Regions from separate parts of the Xenopus laevis genome. Here region 2 is linked to region 1. The links are chromatin contacts, called in public Hi-C maps. All regions are on one chromosome and are shown on one strand. Each heading gives the region's core, a stretch centred on a gene start, on an enhancer-like site or on the middle of the called end of the contact. The rest is flanking DNA. Distances are from core to core; before and after follow the strand shown. Region 1 overlaps msi1.S (musashi RNA binding protein 1 S homeolog). Region 2 holds the start of cox6a1.S (cytochrome c oxidase subunit 6A1 S homeolog).

What was found. Hi-C and Micro-C count contacts between places; a contact is called where the count stands out from the background.
Region 2: a Hi-C map of the XTC cell line shows a contact between it and region 1, with 2.2 times the contacts expected there. The contact joins the promoter of cox6a1.S here to the enhancer-like site in region 1. A contact is called at or near these places in 2 of 4 Hi-C or Micro-C datasets (the XTC cell line and animal cap).

The regions. Positions count from the first base shown.
Region 1 is chr1S:140,696,589-140,700,325 of Xenopus_laevis_v10.1, reverse strand. msi1.S (musashi RNA binding protein 1 S homeolog) reads left to right here. Exons shown (of 15, transcript NM_001090571.1): 7 at 710-758; 8 at 1,287-1,369. Among protein-coding and RNA genes, the nearest start is that of msi1.S, 12 kb to the left of the region's middle. Within about 2 kb of position 1,890, at least 2 of the 7 cell types and tissues checked have an H3K27ac peak or open chromatin away from gene starts, as enhancers often do. A contact at or near this core is called in animal cap, where this site is marked.
Region 2 is chr1S:140,733,542-140,737,020 of Xenopus_laevis_v10.1, reverse strand. It overlaps cox6a1.S (cytochrome c oxidase subunit 6A1 S homeolog), which reads right to left and starts at 1,543. Exons shown (of 3, transcript NM_001093881.2): 1 at 1,415-1,543; 2 at 1,104-1,246. The coding sequence starts at 1,514.

The sequences.
Region 1 (3,737 bases), core at 641-3,140:
CCTCTCCCCTGCAGCTCAGGACATACTAAGCTGCAGTCATAGTAACAGGACAGGGCTCCCAGAGCCGTTGATTCTCCAGGGAACCAAACGGTTTTGTTTGAAAAGCAAAAAAAAAACTCTTATGGCCCAAAGAGCCTGCCATGAAACTGTCTGGCACTGTAAAATGCAGAACACAGATAACATCTTTCTCCCCTTTTTTCTGTGATCAGTGTGATCCCCTACTTTTCATAATGTTAATTTATATTTCCCCATTTTATATTACACTTGTACTTTTCCCCATTTGTACATATCATACATGCTTCATTTACTATGGCTGCTTCAGGATCCCATTGCCCTAGATATCTCTGCTGTACAATGAATACTTCTATATGTGAACCGTAAAGTTTTCCTACTCTTTCAATCCTCTAACCCCAACCCCCCTCCTGGTTTTACAACCATGCCCCCTGAAACCAAGGAACATATGTAGTGGAGCTCCTTATGGCTTTTCATTTCCTTAAAACATGTTGAGAGCATTGAAGCCACATGACAAACATCCTTGTTAGGATAAAACATAATAAAATGTGTTCTAATTAATGTGCCTTCATTATTCGTTCACTCTAATGTACTATCATGGCAATGGCATGGCATGACCAACAATAATAAGTGAACATATTGATAGGTATACTTCCTACAAAACCTTCTCATCTATCAAATCTTGTGTTTTGAACAGGTGGATGATGCCATGTTAATGTTTGATAAAACAACAAACAGGCACAGAGGTGAGTATTTAAATAAGATATTAGAGCAGAGAGAGAGATCAGAGCCTTATACCTATTGACTTATATAATATTCCATATAAATATGTTTAAGAATGTGACTAGCACAGAGTTTGAATACAAGTCTGCAACACAACAATACACTGCTAACTGACAACCTTATTGGTATATATATTAACTGTTGCTCCAGCCCATAACTCAGCCTCTTGTTTTTAGTTGTCCAGATTTCAACTATGTTTGGAAATTGTTATAATTATCTTGACAATTAGGCTTCACAGTTGTATGTTATTGTTTTTCTTAAAACCTTCTTAATCCACCAGCTATTAATGCTCATGGTTTGAGCATAAAAGTAAGCAGTAATGCATTGCTACCTGGTCCTTTAGCACTTTGCATTGTACAAAACCCTCCACTGCTATTTAGGCAAACATGTATACTTTGCACCTCTGGATTCTCACATCTTTGCTTTGTTCATTACAGTGATGCTATGCATAACCAACACCTCCTTTCTTTGTATTTTGTTTTTTGTTGCAGGATTCGGGTTTGTGACTTTTGAAGGAGAGGATATTGTGGAGAAAATTTGCGATATTCACTTCCATGAGATCAACAATAAGATGGTGAGGGAAACATACATGACCTTGTGTTTTACTGTTTATGCATGCATGGAGACTTGTTAGGTATGGATGCTTATGGTGAGGCACAATCATGACGCACAAAGCCCAAGATTCTAATTTACAATAGGTGTAATGCCTCTGTCCTTCTGTCCTTGAAAATGTACATGGGGCTCATTTGCTGTTTAAGTGATGCAGCTGCATGGGTGTTAAAATTGGGCCATTTGGATTTTTTTACTTTTTCTTTTTGCCCCTGCACAGGCCAATTCTTGGCAAAATGGTGGCCTTTGTTTACAAATGAAATGGACACCCTATTAATATTTCTTATTTTGCATAGTAGCATTTTGCTATCTAATGATGCAGTTTGCTTCAAGTTTTATCAGTCATAAGGATCAGGATCATTATGCTCTGACTTCAGCAGTTAGTAAGTGCAGATCCTAGAAAAATCCAGGCTGGGATAGATATAAGGAAGAGCTTCAATTTGGCTTCCCTTTGTCTTAGGCACCTATTCTGTCATTGGTTTAAACCCTTAAGGCTGGTCCTGTGTTGCTGTGCTAATAGCTACTGCGTGTGAACCCTAACAATGTAGATTAGAATGTGATGTGGCAGGCTTTCTGAATACACATGCAAAATTCTTTATTGATGCTAATTATAACAACAGCTGCTTGTGAATCAGTGCAAACTTTTACCCGGGGGTTAATGGCATGCACAAAGGCCCACTGTAAACAAACAGAAGTTTTGTTTATGACAGAGACATGTAAACTCTGCTTTCCAACTAGGTAAAGGAATAGGAACAGGCATCTATAGGTGTAATTCATTTTTATGTTTATATTTCTTGACAAATACAGACACAAGTAAAAAGTTATTAGTGCTTAAATTTGCTTTAAAATATGGTTTCTTATCCTGAGCATACTCACCTGTATATAAATAAAAACCTTTATTAACACAGAGTGCATAGACACAGAAGCTGAGCAACATTTTAAATATATAGGAGTAATTTACCAAAAAGTGTGCTCTTTAGTGCTCATTCAGCAAGCACCTCTTCCCAACTCGCTTTAGGGGAAGAGATAGAAAAAAAAAGGGATAGGGAAAAAAAAAAATCCGCACAATGTGCAGAGGACTGCAGCAGGGGGCGCAGGCTAGCCCTATCCAAGTTAGGGGTGGGAGTTAAGGGAGGGGTTCCTCCTTCTGCCTGCACATTATAAATACAACGCTGCTGAATGCAGGCAAGGATTGTATCATTGGGGCAGCCGCAGGGCTGGCGGAGTAAAGTAAAATTGGTGTCATGAAAACAATTAGATTTACAAATGCCTCACTCCATTTTTGTCAATGCAGAGTTTTTGAATACTTCGATGTTAAATAGTCAGCTGGGCACTGGATAAGACACAGGATAATATTTTTTGGAAATAGGTGCCCTTTAAAGTGCCCAAAAGGTATGGGAAAGGGGCAGACACTGGGAATTTAATTTAGCTTTATACTGTAAACTTTTGCTTCTAAATTCATAGACTGACAAAAAGGCCTCTCAATTCTATCAAACTTGGATTTCAGATATTACTCTTGAAAGGCTCAAGCATTAAATCTTGGCTTGCTTGAATCTGTAGTGTTGCTTGACAGATGTAACCTAACTTTTCTTCTAAATTATGTGTTGGGTCATTAGCTCAGATTATCACAGCATCCACAGTAGAGAGGGCATGAGCTGTGCCTTAGCAAAAAAGAAAGATGGAGAGGGGTAATGATCTTCTTTAACACGTGGGCTGCTGGATCTTTGGGATGGGGAGGTACTTATCTTCTTTATCAGGTGGGCTGCTGGATCTTTGGGATGGGGAGGTACTGATCTTCTTTATCATATGCGCTGCTGGATCTTTGGGATGGGGAGGTACCGATCTTCTTTATCAAATGCGCTGCTTGATCTTTGGGATGGGGAGGTACTGATCTTCTTTATCAGGTGGGCTGCTGGATCTTTGGGATGGGGAGGTACTGCTCTCCTTTACCAGGTGGGCTGCTGGATCTTTGGGATGGGGGGTACCGATCTTCTTTATCAGGTGGGCTGCTGGATCTTTGGGATGGGGAGGTACTGATCTTCTTTATCAGGTTGGCTGCTGGATTTTTGGGATGGGGGGTACTGATCTTTTTTATCAGGAGCAGGGCCGGATTTACATAGTGGGCGCCCCTAGGCCCACTGGCGTTAGTCACCCCTGTCACTACCCCTTTATTCGTGCAAATTTTCATTATCAATGGGGATTGGTGCATGGGAAATTTAAAAAATGATTGTATTTCCAGCGCATCCCAAGTGTTTTTGAACCAATGTGGGTGTGGTTGGGCAGCATGCCGCCCCCCTAAAATCCTGCCGCCCTAGGCCTGGGCCTAGGTGGAC
Region 2 (3,479 bases), core at 294-2,793, 37 kb before region 1:
CATCGCTTTCATCCACCTGCTGCTGTGTGTCTGTGGCTGCTGCTCCCGCTGTGTGCCCGTGACTGGCTGCTGACACTGCTCCCTGCTCTGACTCTGCCAAGCCGTCCCTTTCCCATGGTCCGAGCGCAGCCGACACTTCAGTACTGGTGGCGGCGTAAAAACACTCAGCGCCAGGCTGATGCAACAGTGACTCATTGGCCACAGAAAGCTTTGTGCACTCATTGGCGCAGCTGCTGCACATGAATCGCCGGCACCGGCGGGACAGAACCTCAGCTTCATGGCAGTTGGGGCAGTCACAGGTGGTAGCGCCGAGCTGCGGACTGCCCGGGCCTCCACCACTCCCTGCCCCAGCCGCTACCCCTCCGCTTCCTGCACTACGCCGCCACCAGTACTGAAGTGTCGGCTGCGCTCGGACCATGGGAAAGGGACGGCTTGGCAGAGTCAGCGCAGGGAGCAGTGTCAGCAGCCAGTCACGGGCACACAGCAGGAGCAGCAGCCACAGACACACAGCAGCAGGTGGATGAAAGCGATGCCTGTCAGTGACTAGCCAGGGAGAAGAAATTGATTGTTGCAGGATGGATGGTTGCCTTTTCGCCGTTTCTGAAGCAGACAGGAAGTGGACATTCTGTAAGTTATTTTTTAATAAAGGCTTTGCTATTTAAAAGTTTCTTTTGTCTTAGTGTTTATTTTTCGTTGTGCACTAACGAATTTTTAAACATTTTTTTTTATGTTACTGGTCCTTTAATAAAGGCTTTGCAATCTAAAAGTTTTATTTGCCTAGGTGTTGATTTTTCATTCTATACTAACGAATTTTGAAAAAAAATTTTTTAATGTTACTGGTCCTTTAAGTTACACAGTGCAGCCATCTTGCAAGGCGCATTTGCAATATCAGCAGATTACTATACTGCACATGTAGCTGCACTTGCTAATTGGATCCAATCATAGTGGCACAAACTTAGTGGGATGAAACACATGCCAAGCAGGTTTGACTAATTCTTTTACTCTTTAATTCTCATTGTGAGCATGGCATGCTACCTGCTGGCTGACTAGACCAGTAGACATGAAGCTGGGTTTAATGTAATACAAGATGGAGCGCCTCTCACCTTTGTGCGGATTCTTAAATGCTCGTATGGAATAAACTCGGGATTCTCATGGGAGTGATGTTGCATCTTCAAGTAGACATTCAACATACAAACTGCCACCCCGGGCAAAGCAACAACGTAGCTCAGGATCTTCCAGGTACGAACTGAGGAAATGCAAGATCATCGAAGAAGAGAGCGTTTAGGACGGCATGACAAGATCATCCTGTAATAACCGCAGCCACTGACAGCAATAAAGGCCTCAGGACAACTGAAGGTGACCTCCAACAACATGGCTGCACACCCGTCTATGAAGTACATCCGCATCTCCTTACCTGCCCCGGCATGCTCTTGCTCTGCAGCTGCGGAAAAAAGTCTCCCGCGAATGGGCAATGAACGGCGAAGAATTCCGGAGAGCCTTCCTAAAGAAGCCATGATGTCCGTGAAGTCTGTCCAGAAGCGGACGTGACGCTCCTAAAATAAATGTATGCGGCTGTGACATCCGCATGCACGTCTAAATCATGAGGGATTAGCAGACTGCGCATGCGTTGGCGAAATTTATTATGCGCATGCCTAAGGAGGGAACAAAAAGCAACAGAGGAATGTTTGCACATAGGATAGGTTTTGCTTGATTTGACTATAAAAAAAACACAGATGACATTGAAACTTTATATTTTACACAAAGGACATTAAAAACCAATGCAGTAAATCTTACAGTAAGTTGTTTGGTGGGGCCTTTGGTTAGAACAGGCACTATTTGTTTTTACTCCCACCTCTGCTTTGCAGCTTCAGCTTGGCACAATAAGCCTTTTTCTTAGTTCAGGTGACTTGGTGCATTGTTATGTTTCCTGGGGCAAAAATGTATTTGTTGTATTTTAGAGTAACTGGATATGAGAAAAAAACATCCATGTGATGGAAATGTTCTAAGATGTTATCACTTTTACTTCATATTTGTTATATTATGAAACTGCAGATTAATGTGATTTTACTGGATGAAATGAACAGGCATTCACTTGCAGTGTGGATCCAATACAAGCAATTTACAACCATTTATTGTAAGAAACACAAGTGAGGATGTGTTTATCATTATAAAAAATGGAAGATTTCTGTGTAGTAAACAAATTACAGTTTCAGCCATGCTGCAAGTTGGCTACTTGGCAAAATAATGAATCTAGTCATGTGCGGGTAAACCTGTGGGTTGGGCAGGTCTGGGCTGAATTTTGGATGTCCATAGCAGGTGCAGGTTGGTTGTGGGTCTCACTGGGGTACTACAATATTGTAGTGGCTGTGTTTTCTGAGATATGGCTTTTTTTGTGACAAGCACAACTGATCTGCACGTGTGGGTTGGGTGTGGGTCCTAAAATTAAAACATTTTGCTGGGTTAGGATCGGTGTACTGTGGGTTATGGTTTTGGGGGTTAGGGTTGGATGTGGGTTAAGTTTTTCCTGACCGGCACATCACTTACTGAATCATTCCTAAATTTTAGAAAACTGGAATTAATAAGGGCATATTTTCAGAAGATCATCCTGGTGAATACCATAGTTCAATCTTATTTTCTGTTTCCTGACTAAAAGGAACATTTTCCTGACAGTCAAGAAAGTGTCAAAGCAAAGTGTCATCATTTCCTGTGTATGGCAGCAGTGGTAGAAGTACCAGGATGTGACTGCACCAGGGCCCACCAGAATTCTATGGTGTGCTGTTTTTTATGTTTCCCCCAATATATAGATAATTGGTGCTGGTGTGTTCTGTAGAGGTATAGTTACATTACTGCATGTCAGTACTCATCTCTGTTCTTTCATCTATGTTTCAAGTCACATATAAATAAAAGGAATACAGATAATTTTGTAAAATAAATTGTTATTCACAATTTTTGGGTTATCTAATTAAGTAGTTGTAAGTAAGGTGTTCTACCAGAAGAATAAACATTTGGTTAAATACGATGACATATTATTAATAGTTTCCTTTATTTTATGATTGGGGACTGAAAGCCCTTTAAAAAACTTTAAAATGAAACAGTTGAAAAGATTCAACTGCAGATAAAAATAATGGTTTTACGTTTATCTAGATCTACATGGTTATTAAAGGGGTTGTTCACTTTTGAGTTACATTTTAATATGATGTAGAGAGTGATATTCTAAGACAATTTGCAATTGGTTTTTGAGTTATTTAGCTTTTTATTCAGCAGCTCTCCAGTTTGCAGTTTCAGAAATCTAGTTGCTAGGGTCCAAATTACCCTAGCAATCATGGACTAATTTGAATAAGATACTGGAATGTGAATAGGTAAGGCCTGGATAGAAAGATGAGTAATACAAAGTAGCAGTAACAATATGTATTTTAGATGGTGTCAGTGACCCCCATTTAAAGAAAAAGGCAAAAAACTATAAAACAAATAAATAACAA